Regions from separate parts of the Ovis aries genome. Here region 1 is linked to region 2. A link is a contact called in public Hi-C data. All regions are on one chromosome and are shown on one strand. The core of a region is the stretch at or near the end of the contact, and the rest is flanking DNA. Distances in the headings are between cores, read along the strand shown.

Evidence for each region. A called contact is a pair of places that touch in the nucleus more often than the background predicts.
Region 1: a contact with region 2 is called in a Hi-C map of omental adipose tissue, with 5 times the contacts expected there. The contact joins two enhancer-like sites. A contact is called at or near these places in 10 of 16 Hi-C or Micro-C datasets (hypothalamus, liver, mesenteric adipose tissue and 6 more).

The regions. Positions count from the first base shown.
Region 1 is chr1:238,646,973-238,654,648 of ARS-UI_Ramb_v3.0, forward strand. No RefSeq gene overlaps it. Among named protein-coding and RNA genes, the nearest start is that of TRNAR-UCG, 130 kb to the left of the region's middle. Within about 2 kb of position 3,414, at least 18 of the 54 cell types and tissues checked have an H3K27ac peak or open chromatin away from gene starts, as enhancers often do.
Region 2 is chr1:238,359,047-238,365,725 of ARS-UI_Ramb_v3.0, forward strand. No RefSeq gene overlaps it. Among named protein-coding and RNA genes, the nearest start is that of SERP1, 44 kb to the left of the region's middle. Within about 2 kb of position 5,380, at least 6 of the 54 cell types and tissues checked have an H3K27ac peak or open chromatin away from gene starts, as enhancers often do.

The sequences.
Region 1 (7,676 bases), core at 2,164-4,663, 290 kb after region 2:
TCAAACTCACATCCACTGATTCAAATGCTAATTTCACCCAGTAATAACCTCAAAGACACACCCAGAAGAATGTTTAATCATATGTCTGGGCACCCCATGGCCCAGTCAAGTTGACACATAAAATTAAACACCTTATAGGTGTTAATTTCAATTAATCTTCATTACAATTGTGTAGGTAGGTAACATTTTTATCCTCTTTATTTGGTGAGCCAGGATTTCTTGACCAGTCTATCCTCACAGCCAGTAAGTCTATAGCTAGTACAGTGTCCTACACGGCTCCACCCTGTTCGAGAAAGCCATCCGAGGGCTTCCCTTCACATGTTCAAGGGATGTTTATTTTATTTTGTTGAATAAGATACTTTAGAAACATCAAATAAAAATTTTAAAAATAGCTTATTATTTTTATGTGTTACTTCTGGTCCTTATTCACTTTTACACATAACTTCACAAAGGGTCCTGGTTTGCCACAGTTCTACATGTAGACTTAGAAGTTATGTTGGCGTAAAGACTGTCATCTTCACCGGGCCCTGGTTAGTCATTCAGTAACAATAAAAATGGTAATAATCATAACATGAAATTATTATTGCCAATTAAGTTTACTAAGTAATCTTTATCTAATGAATTTTTAATGTATGTCATTCTCATGGATTGGTTTACTTTCCTGAGTTCAGTTCAGTCGCTCAGTCATGTCCGACTCTTTGCCACCCCATAAATCGCAGCACGCCGGGCCTCCCTGTCCATCACCAACTCCCGGAGTTCATTCAGACTCATGTCCATCGAGTCGGTGATGCCATCCAGCCATCTCATCCTCTGTCGTCCTGAACATGACCAAAAAAATGACCCTCCAGTGGCCTCCCTTATCACACCTCAAACCAGAGCAGATTTCAGAACTTAGTGTTGTCAAACTGAAGATGAGTTGGCTTGCCCAACACGCAGCAGAACCAAATTGCTGACACAGGTTGTAGAGAAGGAAAGTTCAGAATTTACTGCAGGGTGCCAAGCAAGAAGAGTGGGCAGCTCAGCTGTTGCTCGAAAGACCCAAGCTGCCCGATGGCTTTCAGGGAAGGATTTTTAAAGTCAGCTCTAGGAGTGAGAGTCCTAGTCCTGATTAGCTTGTGGACATTTTTCTGATTGGTTGGTGGTGTGATAAGGGTGATTTTTCAGGAATCTTAATCATCAACCTTCTCATTCTAACCAGTCTGGGATCTGTGTATGTGCCTGTGGTCACCACATAGTGACCATCCTCCACCTGGTGGAGGTCTTAATTTCTGCAGAACAACTCAAAGATAGGCATCAGATTGTTATGTATATCCCTTCAGGAGGAACTAGGACTCAGATGACTTCACTGTTGTAATCATTAACTCTTTGGAAGTCAGGAAAAGTCAAAAGGGGGCTGGAAGGGAATTGTATTTGGAAGGGCCCCCAGAGTCCTGCTCAGCTTCAATCCCCCTTTATCTCTGATACTCATCAGTCCTGATGGGAATAGGGGCAGGACAAGAAAGGGAATAAAGTTTTGAAGGAGTGGTTAGTTATGAACTCATTAGAAGAACTCGGTTACAGGAGGACTCGGTTTAAATAGGGTTCTCAATCTGTTACTGATTTCTGCCAAGTTGTTGTTCACTTGCTAAGCTGTGTCAGACTCTTTGCAACCCCATGGATTAGAGCATGTCAGGCTTCCCTGTCCTTCACTATCTCCCAGAGTTTGTTCAAACTCACATCCACTGAGTCAGTGATACCATACAATTATCCCATCTTCTGCTGCCCCCTTTTCCTCCTGCCCTCAATCTTTCCCAGAATTATGGCCTTTTCCAATAAGTTGGCTCTTTGCATCAGGTGGCCAAATACCAGAGCTTCAGCTTCAGCATCATTCCTTCCAATGAATATTCAGGGTTGATTTCCATTAGGATTTTCCTTTAGGATTTTCCTCCAAGATTGAAAGCTGTTAAGTGACAGACCAAAGAACAGAACCCAGGCTTCCTGATTCTTCCTAATTCAGGGATGCTTTTATCCCAAATGAGCCAGCTTCTTGAAACTTTCTTACTAGGATTTTATCACCTGCATTTTCCTACTTTGCATTGGGTCCATAGGCTCATGGCTGCTGCTGCTGCTGCTGCTAAGTCACTTCAGTCGTGTCCGACTCTTAGCGACCCCATGGACGGCAGCCCACCAGGCTCCCCTGTCCATGGGATTCTCCAGGCAAGAACACTGGGGTGGGTTGCCATTTCCTTCTCCAATGCATGAAAGTGAAAAGTGAAAGTGAAGTCGCTCAGTCGTGTCCGACTCTTAGTGACCCCATGACGGCAGCCCACCAGGCTCCCCCGTCCATGGGATTTTCCAGGCAAGAGTACTGGAGTGGGGTGCCATTGCCTTCTCCAGGCTCATGGCTATAGGAACATAAATGTAACTGTGCGCAGGAGTAACAGAAACATGGTGAACCTCCCCCGTTCTGCTGGCTCCTCACCCCTGGCAGGCATTATTAATGGATCAGAGAGTGCTCTTCCCTGAGTTCAGCCTTCGTTCACATCCTTCCCAACACATTGCTCTGGGCAGTCATTACAGAGAGTTGGTTCTAAGGATGAGCCTCCTTGCTCTCCCTGAACGGAACAGTGATGGCAAACTTGACCCTACTTTTCCTTGCCTTAGTATTTGGCCATGGTGCTATGATTGTGGCTCCAACACTGCACTACTTTTTTCTTCTTTAAAAAAATAATTTTGTTTTAATTATGAAAGTATGATAACACATTTTTAGTAGACTTGAAAAATACAGAACAAAGTTATATGTAGTTCCACTGTATATTACATTTATTTTTTAAGCATATAAATTCAGATTTTTAGTTAATTTTGAACTCTCAAATATGAACAGAATGAATAGACAGAGAAGTAGAAGGATATAGTAGACCCTAAAAGCACTGTGACCAATTCAACATAATTAAGATTTATACAACTTTCACACAACAGCAAGGTACAAATTCTATTCAAGTTCCCATAGACTATAAACCAGGAGACTCTGGAACATATTCAGGGACATAAAACAAGGTATAAACATTTCATGGTCTAAAGGTACTGAAATCATACAGAGCCTGTTCTCTTATCACTGTGGAATTATGTTAGAAATCAGCATCCAAAGATATTTGAAAATAACCCACATATTTTCCAGTACAGCACTGCACTGTTTTCTCCTTTTGCTTGAGAGAACCTATTCTGAAAATGGTTACTCAGCTTGGAAGCTACTTTTCTTCCCACATAGGTTCCCCAAACACAAGACCTGGGGGAATCACACTGAACCTATTTATTTTGCATGTTTAGAACTCCCTACAAGACTGGCTGAAGCTTACGCAGCTGTGTTCATGAGGGAACAGCAACTAACCCCAAGCTAGCTGACGCTATGTCCAGTGCTCTTTTCACCACTCTGCCCATCTGACTCTGGGCTTTATCAGACAGAACAGCAAAAATGTTCCTAGGGCCTGACACGTGTAAACACTCCTCCACCACCCCGGCCATGGCAGCTTGCCAAGACAGGAATGAAGCCAAATTTAGTGGGTCCTTCAGCCCGGTGACCCCGGTGGAAACAATCTCCTGATAAAGAACAGGGAGAGCCAGAGAAAAATGTGCTGTCCTACAAAGAACAAAGCCTGGGATGATTCACCCTCCTCATCCTGGTGATTTATCGCTGGACACGGTCATTCATACGTGGCTGTCAGCAACTTTGCAGGAATTCTAATCTGGATGTTCGTCCTGAACACATAATTCCCTCCTTACTTCCTCCAGGTTCCCAAACATTCAGAAGTTTCCTGGGCATGCTTTCCTGCCTGTCCTCTTGGTGTATTAGCCAAATAGTCTGGGGGCCTTGGGTAACTCTTTTAGCTTCTCTAGACCTCAGCGTTCTCATCCTTAAAAATCAGGAACTGAAAGAGCTGGTCTCAAAGATCCCTCCTGGACCTAAAATCCTATGACAAGCCACATTTAGGAAATCCTTTTAAATAAACAACATATTTGGATTTTCTGTATCTTACAGCTTAACTGTTTACCTATGCACCGATGGGACCCTGCAGGGAGGATGGGGCAGGGCCTCTTGGGAGGTGTGGCCTTTGGGGCGGGACCCACCACCCTCCCAATCCACTGCGGTCCTCTCTCCCACTTTGCCACGGAGACTGCTCCTGCTCGGGTCACTTATGATTCATTCACTGCGGCATTCACATACTTTATAAAGTAAAAGAAAATTATACAAGCACTATGAGTGTATTCTTACAAAAAGTCAACAAAGCATTGTATGTATATATACGAAGTCATGCACATATTAAACATTTACAAATATGCCTTTTTTTTTTTTAGGAGGACTTATTCTGCAATTCATGGGGTCGCAAAGAGTCGGACACGACTGAGCGACTGAACTGAACTGAACTGATTCTGGATGTTTTAGTTTAGTTTTATTTTTGCAGAAGTGGGATCAAATGGCACATCTACCTTTGTAATATGCTTTTTGACTTGATAATATGTCCTAGAGCTCGTAACCATGTCAACCTGTGTAGTCTTTTTATAACTGCTGTGGAGGGTCCCTATATCATGTTTTAACTACTTCTTTTTATTAAGGACAAGAATCTGCTGGCTCATTCAGTAAAGAGTCTGCCTGCAATGCGGGAGACCCAGGTTCAATCCCAGGGTTGGGAAGATCCCCTGAAGAAGGAAATGGCAACCCACTCCAGTATTCTTCTCTGGAAAATTACATGGCCAGAGGAGCCTGGTGGGCTAGGGGTGACAAAAAGTTGGACACGACTGAGAAATGAGAAAGTTTCACTTTCTCTATTGATGATATTTGGTTTGCTTCTAGGATTCTGCTATATCAAAAATAAATCTAAAATACACTAATATTATTGTCCACACATTTGACCATTTCTCTAAGACAGGTAGAAGAAAAACTGTTGAGTTTATAGAAATGCACATTTTAAATTTTGAAGAATTCAGCCAACTGATTCTTCCATATGGTAGTGCCAATGGGAATATCCATTCCCCCATATTTTTATTAATCTTTCATTGCCTTTTCTTTATTACAGCAAAGTTGAGCGCATTTACAAGTTTTTTGGCCATGTATATTTCTTTCATGAATTGACTATTTATACCCTTTGCTTGTTTTTCAGTTAGGTTGCTTTTCTGTATTATCAGTTTATTGAAGTGTTAAAATCTTTTTCAAAAAGTGGACTCAGGCACTCATTACCAAATTTTGATATCATCAACTCATAGTCAATATATTTTCCCATCCCCATGCTATTATTTTGAAGCAAATCCCCAACATCATATCATTTCATTTGTTAACATTTTAGCTAGTAAATCTAAAAAGAAAAATCAAAGCTCTTAAAAATATCCATCATATATAATAAGAAAAATAATTCCCTAATGGCATCAATTATTCAGGGTTTATAGTTCCCCCATTAGCTCTTTTATTTTTTAAAAGTAATTACCTCAATGTCATCACATATCCAGTAAGTATTCAAATTTCCTCAATTGTCTCATAAATCTTTTTTTAACAATCTCTTTGAATCCAGATCCAAAGAATGTCTATGAATTTTAATTGGTTAATATGCCTTTTAAGTATCTTATAATTAATAGGCTCTGTCTCTCATTTGTTGAAGAATTCTGGCTAGTTTTTCCTATGAAGTTTCCCACAGCCTGGATTTTGCTAACTGCCTCTGATGATACTATTTAACACATTCCTGTGTCCTGCATATTCCTTGAATGCTTGCAGTTAGATCTAAGGCTTGATCAGATTGCTGTTTTGACAAGAATGCTTAATAGATGTGTTGTATATTTCCAACAAGACCACATAATTCTGGCTGTCTCTCTGTGAGGTAAGCAGCCATTCACGGTTATGTGGTCTGGGTACACTCAGAGAAACAGAAACCACACAGAAATTCAAATAGGGGACATTTAATATAAAAAAGTATTAATTCTGATAGGAAAGTAACTATGAAGATATAAAGAGACCCCTACTGGGTATCCTCTAAGAGAGGGCGCTCAGGGCAAAATAAGCTTGGCAAGAGGGGCTCCCAGCAAGGCTGTGGCTGCAGCTCAGTTGGAGAAGGCATGGCTGAGCACACAAGATGGAGGTTAAGTTCACTGGGCTGCTCGGTCAGAATTCAGCCACCAGGCGAGCAAGAAAGATTTCACGGATGCAGGCGAGCTGAAGCTGGTGAGTGCTGCAATGGTGTGCGGCACTCACGTTGGAAGTATGGTGGGAAACGGCATTTTGGAGTGCAGGCCAGCTGATCCTGGAGATTAGGATACAGGAGGAGGTGGGGTCCCACTGCAAGTGTGAGGCCTGGAGGACAGTGTTCACAGCACAAAGGCTGGGGCAAGTTGGTCACTGGGCCCAGGCTGGGGGTCTCAGAGACCTGAGAACTCTACAGCCTGCAGTCTGGGCACGTGGCTGAGGTGGGCTGCGCACTGCTGACAGGCCCTGCAGCCAGGGTGAGGGAAACAAGAAAGATCAATATACCAGGACTGAGAAGCCCCTTTGTCCTGCGATGTCCCTCTGGCACCCTCTACCGATAAAGATTAACATTGCACTCATTGTAAAAGAGTCTTATCTATTATCACAGAGCAGGTACTGAAGGGTGGATCCCCGCTGAGAAGGAATAAATTGATAAGGGACACAATGCTCAGCAGCGAGGTCCATGACTTCATTCGTGGTTGCGATTCTAGCTACCTTCATATAGTAGCTGGACTGATTGGTCCTAGAGGGAGGATCTTCCCCCATCTCTTCACCTGCTCTTTCCCCACGGCCCCCATTTTTCGTCTTCTCGCACAGTCTAGGTCCCTAGGGTCACAGCACTTTTTGCTCGTTCATCAGGTCTAATCTGAACTCTTTCTGTTTTGGCCTTCACGTATTTCCTTTTCTGTCTGGTCCCGTGCCTGATTTCAGGACAAAGCTATTTTCTCATCACCTCCTGAATCTGAACAGAATGTTTGGGAAGTGGAACTTTTCATTCACTCCTTGTGCAATCCTCACCTTGTGAAATGCATGTCATTGTCCTGGTTTTACAGATGGGGCACCTGAGGCTTAGAAAGGTGAGGCAAGTACTTCCAGATACTTCCAGAACAAGTTCCAGTTGGCAATGGGCAGAGATGGGATTAGAACCTGACTTCTGCTTAACTCTGACTCAGGAGAGCTTGCCACCTTGTTGGGGGCACTCGCAGCTTTCTGCTTATTTTTCTTCTGGAGAGTTGATTCATTGGAAAAGACCCTGATGCTGGGAGGGATTGGGGGCAGGAGGAGAAGGGGACGACAGAGGATGAGATGGCTGGATGGCATCACCGATGACTCGATGGACATGAGTCTGAGTGAACTCCGGGAGTTGGTGATGGACAGGGATGCCCGGCGTGCTGCCATTCATGGGGTCGCAAAGAGTCGGACACGACTGAGCAACTGAACTGAACTGAACTGAACTTCCGACTCACTTGTCTCCTGGCTTCTCACCAATTCTGCTTCTTCTGAATTTCCAGGTTATTTAAAGTGTTCTCCGAGAGTGTCATACTGAGTGAAGTGAGACAGTCAGAGACGGAGAAACATCGTACGACATCCCTTATATGTGGAATCTAAAAAGAAATGATACAAATAAACTTACAAAACAGAAGGAGAGTCACAGACTTAGAAAACGAACTTATGGCTACCGGCAGTGGAG
Region 2 (6,679 bases), core at 4,130-6,629:
TCACAGACTCGATGGATGTGAGTCTGAGTGAATTCCGGGAATTGGTGATGGACAGGGAGGCCTGGAGTGCAGCGATTCATGGGGTGGCAAAGAGTCGGACACGACTGAGCGACTGAACTGATACCCAATAAGACACTATTCTCAGCGCTTTACGTATTTTGTGTTTAAAGCAACTTTTGTTTTTCTTGTTTTCAAATGAAGAGTCACTGAGAAATTAACTGCTTTTCCCGAAGTCACACTGTGAGTGCTGGTGCTGGGCTATGAACCTTGATAGTTCCAGAGCCCAAGGGTTTAAATTAACCTCTATGATATCAAGTAACATATTTAACAGTTTGCGATGAGTATATTGGCATACATTTTGCATTTACTTATGGGTGAACCTCTAAAAACTCAGAGATGCTTAAGAAAAACAATTGGTGGCGTTAATATTGAGCCAGTTGTTGCATTTCTCCCCAGTTCTATTCATTTTTACCTACTGTCCCCACTGTGGACCAGAATGATGAAGAATGAGGGATATAAAAAATGTTTAACTGAAAAAATGTAAAAAAGATTTACCTCTCAAAATGAAGAGTTCTCTTACATATTATTTCTCTTTTAGCTCGCCTCCTTTTGAACCAATTTTCAGCCATTGTAGTATTTTTTTTCATGCACTTCAATCACCTGTGGAGACATGGGTTATTACTTTTCTTCTTTCCAGAGAAGGGCACTTTGTCTCTGCTCCACTGATGCTTTAATCTGGGCTTTCCCAAGAGCTGAAACTGAAAAACATTATTGATTTGAGAGCTTACTGCTTGAATGACTGTAAATTGTGACTAATTCACTCCTCTTGGGTCTCCACATCCATGACCATAGTAATTTAGAGCAAAAGAAAGGTCTTGAACCAATATGACTGTTATTTCAAGTCCTGCTATGCTGCTATGTCACTTCAGTTGTGTCCAACTCTGTGCGACCCCATAGATGGCAGCCCACCAGGCTCCCCCATCCCTGGGATTCTCCAGGCAAGAACACTGGAGTGGGTTGCCATTTCCTTCTCCAATGCATGAAAGTGAAAAGTGAAAGTGAAGTCGCTCAGTCGTGTCCAACTCTTTGCAACACCATGGACTGTAGCCCACCAGGCTCCTTCGTCCATGGGATTTTCCAGGCAAGAGTGCTGGAGTGGGGTGCCATCACCTTCTCTGAATTCAAGTCCAACTGCACGTAATTGTGGAAAGAACTTTATGTATCATTAAGAACAAAAAAGAATTCTGCCAGTTGAACTATGACACAGTATCTCAGCTGAAGTTCTTAGGCGATAGTTCTTAATCTCTCATGTCTTTCATCTCTTCTGAAGGATTCCACGAGGGCTCCAGATTAATTCAGGTGCATTTCTTGGCTTTAGATATATCAGGCTGCTGCCGCTGCTAACTAAGTCGCTTCAGTCATATCTGACTCTGTGCGACCCCATAGATGGCAGCCCACCAGGCTCCCCCGTCCCTGGGATTCTCCAGGCAAGAACACTGGAGTGGGTTGCCATTTCCTTCTCCAATGCATGAAAGTGAAAAGTGAAAGTGAAGTCGCTCAGTCGTGTCCGACTCTTGGTGACCCCATGGACTGCAGCCTACCAGGTCCCTCCATCCATGGGATTTACCAGACAAGAGTACTGGAGTGGGGTGCCATTGCCTTCTCCGGATATATCAGGCAGAGCTTTTCAAACTTGACCTGTCATATGAATCACCTGGGAGTCTTGTTAAAATGTAGATTCTGATTCAGTGGGTCTGGGATGGGCTAACAGTCTGCATTTCTTTCTTTTTAAAACAGTATATATATCCAACTTATTTTTAATTGGAGGATTAATTGTTTAAAATGTTATGATGGTTTCTGCCATACAAGAAAGTGAATCAGCCATAAGTATACATATAGCCCCTCCCTTTTGAACCTTCCTCCTACTCCCCACCCCTTCTCGCCCCTCTATGTTGTCGCAGAGCACCAGGCTGGGCTTCCTGTGTTATATGGCAACTTTGTGATCTGTTTTACATATGGTAATACATATTTTTTTAATGCTATTCTCTCAATTCCTCCTACCCTCTCTTTCCCCAACTGTGTCCACAAGTCTGTTCTCTGTGGTAACGGTCTACATTTCTAATAAAATTCTAGATACTGCTGACGCTACTGGTTGCACACCACTTCTTGAGTAGCAACGTGGTAGGCAATCTTTTACATATATCTCCTTAACAAAACGTAATTCCTCCTCATCTACTCTTGGCTATCTTGCTTCTTAGGTCTGATAAAGCACTTGTTTGCTGCTTTGCAGAAAGAAACAAAAACCCATAGAGTTCCTTCAACAACATATATTTACTTTACAAATATCAAACCTAAGTACCACACCTGTGCTCTGAGGGCTTTCTTCGTGTGCAATGACTTTCTGTTTCAATACTGAATCACAGAGTAAACATTTTGAAGACATTGTAAAGGGCAATAAAGCTGAACATATCCGATAGGACACTGCACACAACTCGACAGAGGAGAGGATCACATGCATAGCCATGACCAAGTACACGAATGCACAGGGGATGACAGCCACGCCACAGCTGCCTCCTGGGTGACAGTGAACAAGGGACACCATTAGGGTGCATGACTTATTTGGATTTCTCTGCAATATCAAAATATGAAGAAAGAATATATGGAAAGTATAATTATGGTATATTAAAAACAAACAAAAGAGGGCTTCCTTGGTGGCTCAATGCTAAAGAATCTGCCTTCCAATGCAGCAGATGTGGGTTCAATCCCTGGGTCAGGAAGATCCCCTGGAGGAAGAAATGGCCACCCACTCAAGTATTCTTGCCTGGAAAATCCCATGGACAGAGAAGCCTGGTGGGCTACAGTCCAAGAGAGTCAGACATGACTGAGTGACTGAAAAACGATAGAAAACCAAGAGCCACAGGTAGGCAAGTAAAGACACTGGAAATTAAACTGTATGAAGCGCTTTTCACTTATTGGGTTGGTCCTGATCTATTCTTTTATTTTCTATACCTGCAGGACTGTACCCGGAGGAAACAGCAGTGAACAAGCAGAGCCACAGTTTCTGCCTTCATGAAGCTTAGAATTCAGCAGGGAGGCTGACACTAAAGAAACACAGGCAGAGGCCATTATTTGTGGATTCTGTGTTTGCAGGGAGGAGTTAAAAGGAGTCCTTTTTTTTTCTTTCAGTTCTATGAAGGGCTTGTGTTCTACTTTCCAACCACCAGGTGGAGACCACACAAAACTAATTAAGGCAATCCCTAAGTCTCCTCGGAGAAGGCAATGGCACCCCACTCCAGTACTCTTGCCTGGAAAATCCCATGGACAGAGGAGCCTGGTAGGCTGCAGTCCATGGGGTTGCGAAGAGTCGGACACGACTGAGCGACTTCACTTTCACTTTTCACTTTCATGCATTGGAGAAGGAAATGGCAACCCACTCCAGTGTTCTTGCCTGGAGAATCCCAGGGATGGCGGAGCCTAGTGGGCTGCCATTTATGGAGTCGCACAGAGTCAGACACAACTGAAGCGAGAGCAGCAGCAGCAGCTAAGTCTGCTTTATACTGAATTTGCTCAATTTCTTAACCTCAATCAAGGGCACAGAGAATTGTTTCATCTTGAGAGTGACCACTGACCTCCTAGAGAATAAAACTATAAACCAAATAATGCAAATTCAAAACAAACACGATTTTTTCCAAGAGAACCTACTGGATTCAAATCAATGATTTTTATGTGTTTATTTTTGGTTGCACTGGGTCTTTGTTGCTGCATGAGGGCTTTCTCTCGTTGTGGCAGTCTTGGGCTGCTTTTCGGCATGGTGCACAGGCTTCTCACTGCAGCGGCTTCTCCCGTTGCAGAGCACGGCTTGAGGCTCGCAGGCTTCGGTAGTTTCAGCACGTGGGCTCAGCAGCTGCAGCTCTTGGGCTCTGAAGCTGTGGTGTGCAGGCTTAGTTACTCCCTGGCATGTGCAATCTTCCTGGACCAGGGATCGAGCCTGTGTCCCCTGCATTGACGGGAGAATTCCCATCAACTGCACCACTAGAGAAGTCCATCAAACCAATGATTTTTAAAATAAAAATTGGGAAACCTGTATATTTTATTTTTGGCCACGCTGTGGGGCATGAGAGATCTTAGAGCCCTGACCAGAGATCAAAACTGCTCCTCCTGCAATGCAAGCTTGGAGTCCTAACTGCTGGACCACCAGGGAAGTCCTGAAACCTATATATTTTAAATAAGTTTAACAAAAGTAAATGTATTTTCATGTTACCTTATGTCCAGTTAGAGGGTGAGTGAGATGAACTAGAGAAAAATAGCAGCCCCTCACTCACCAAAAAAGAGGAAGAAAGAAAAAGCAGGCCCAGACAGGCCTACACAGAGTGAAACACCAGTGATTGAAAGTTGGGCTAGAGGGTGAGCAAGAACAGGGAGCCAAGCCTGGTTGTCTTGGGGCCAGCATTGTTTTGATCCTCCTTCTTGTCCCTGTGTACCACGGCCATCTGGGCCAGCAATCTCTTTCCTGATTAACCTCCAAGTATCCCCCTTTCTGAACAAGTGATTCTCTGTTTTTCTTTGCAAACTTCCAAGCTGAATGTTAAAATGAAGATTTCTGGGCTTCCCTGGTGGCTCAGTGGTAAGGCATTCACCTCCCAATGCAGGGGATGTGGGCTTGATCCCTGATCTGGGTAGATCCTGCATGCAGTGGAGTAGCTGAGCCTATACACCGCAGCTACTGAGCCTGTGCTCTAGAGCCTGGGAGCTGCAACTTCTGAAGCCAGGACACTCTAGAGCCCACACTTGGCCACAAGAGAAGCCGCCACAATGAAAAGCCTGTGCACTGCAGCTAGGGAGGAGCCTCCTCCCGCCCCCTGGCCCCTGCTCGCTGCCACTAGAGAAAAGGGCACGCAGCAACGAAGACCCAGCCCAGCCCAAAATAAGTAATTACCTAACTAAATACACAAAAATTATAAAACATATGCGCCGTTCATGGGGTTGCAAAGAGTTGGACACGACTGAGTGGCTGAACTGAACCGATAAAAAGTATGGGTCATTAAAAAGAAATGAAGATTTCTTTTTCTATCCAACTTGACAAAATTTCCCCACCCCATGTGAAGCTATCACTTGTGTTTTTAAAGTTCCCTCTTTGTAATTTTATAAGTGCTGTCTTTGAGGGTGAGATATTTACTATTCAGAAGCAGTCAAGTAGCCTTATGTCTGGCTTTCCTTCCTCATTTTTTAGGTTGGGGCTTCTCATGCCATAATATTTGGAAGTTTTAAGCATTCTAGTGGCCATATCACTGTTCTGAAGCTTGTTGCCAGTCCAACCTCTTGTGCATGTGTGTGTGAGAGCCATAGCGAGTCACAGGCACACTGCCTGATTATGCCTGGAGAGGATGTTCTGTGGTAGGAACAGAGACAAAATTGCCCTCTGGGGACCAACAGACCCTGTTTCCTGCCTCTTCAGGGATCCAACCATTTCAGTCACTACAGCTTACCACAAAGAGGGGGAAATAGCCCTGTGTCTGCAGCTCACTTCTCCTTATTTACCAGGAACTAGACGCAGTGGAATTAGCAGCAGAACTTCTCCCTGAGGGTCCTGTTTGTGCAGATGGTCTGGCAGAGTTGTCACCGCGACTAGAAAGTCGTGCGGGTATTGAAACCAGTTGCATTGTTCCAAAAAAGCCCATCTCATAGATACTGAAAATGACCACATTTTGAGGCTTCTGTAACATTACATCATAGGAAAGTTGGCAGCCTTTTGATGAAAATGTGACAGTGCTCATATTTCTTCCTGTACCGCTTGGGGATTTAAAATGTGGGGCAGGGGATTTCTCTGGCAGCCCAACATTTTATAATATTTAGTAGACATGGATATAGAATCTCCCATGAAATAGTGGTAAAGGGAATCCTCTGGCAGTCCAGTGGTTAGGACTCTGTTCACTGACAAGGGTCCAGGTTCAACTCCTGCTCTGGTAAGTAACAGCGTGTAAGCTGTGCGGTATGGCAAAAAAAAAAAAGTTGGGCAAAAAGAAAGCTAATGCTGTCCTGTTATTTAATGAGTATCTACCTACTTTTTAAGAACTTTAAAACAAACTCCCCAAAATTGCCTTACTGGAAGCCAGCTGTGTGACCTTGGGCTCCTCATTGAATCTCTCTGGGCGTCTGAGTCTTGAAGGTGGAGCATGCCCTCCTGGAGCCTGGGTGAAGATGATCCACTAGGGATCTGGAAGAAATGTTACAAGTTTTATTTACATTTTTTTCTATCTTAAATGTAAGAAAAAATATGAAGATTTACTAATAAGTGATACATGGACCAAGAGAGTATAAGTATATAATTTATAAATATACGAAATTGGGACTGTATGCTCAAAAGTGTTTCTGTGAATGGAATATGATCAAAAAAAGTGTGGAGATGACTGATCTACACATTTTCAAGATTAGGCTACATTCAGGGTTTTTTCAAATTGCTGGTTGTGACCTGTTGTTGGATTGTGCGGGCCATTTAGGGAACTTTTAAAGAAAAGGGCTTCCCAGGTGGTGCTAGTGGTAAAAGAACCTGCCTGCCACTGTAGGAGATGTAAGAGACGTGGATTCGATCCTTAGGTTGGAAAGATCCCCTGGAGGAGAGCATGGCAACCCACTCCCATTTTCTTGCCTGGAGAATCCCATGGATTCCTCCTGCCAGAGT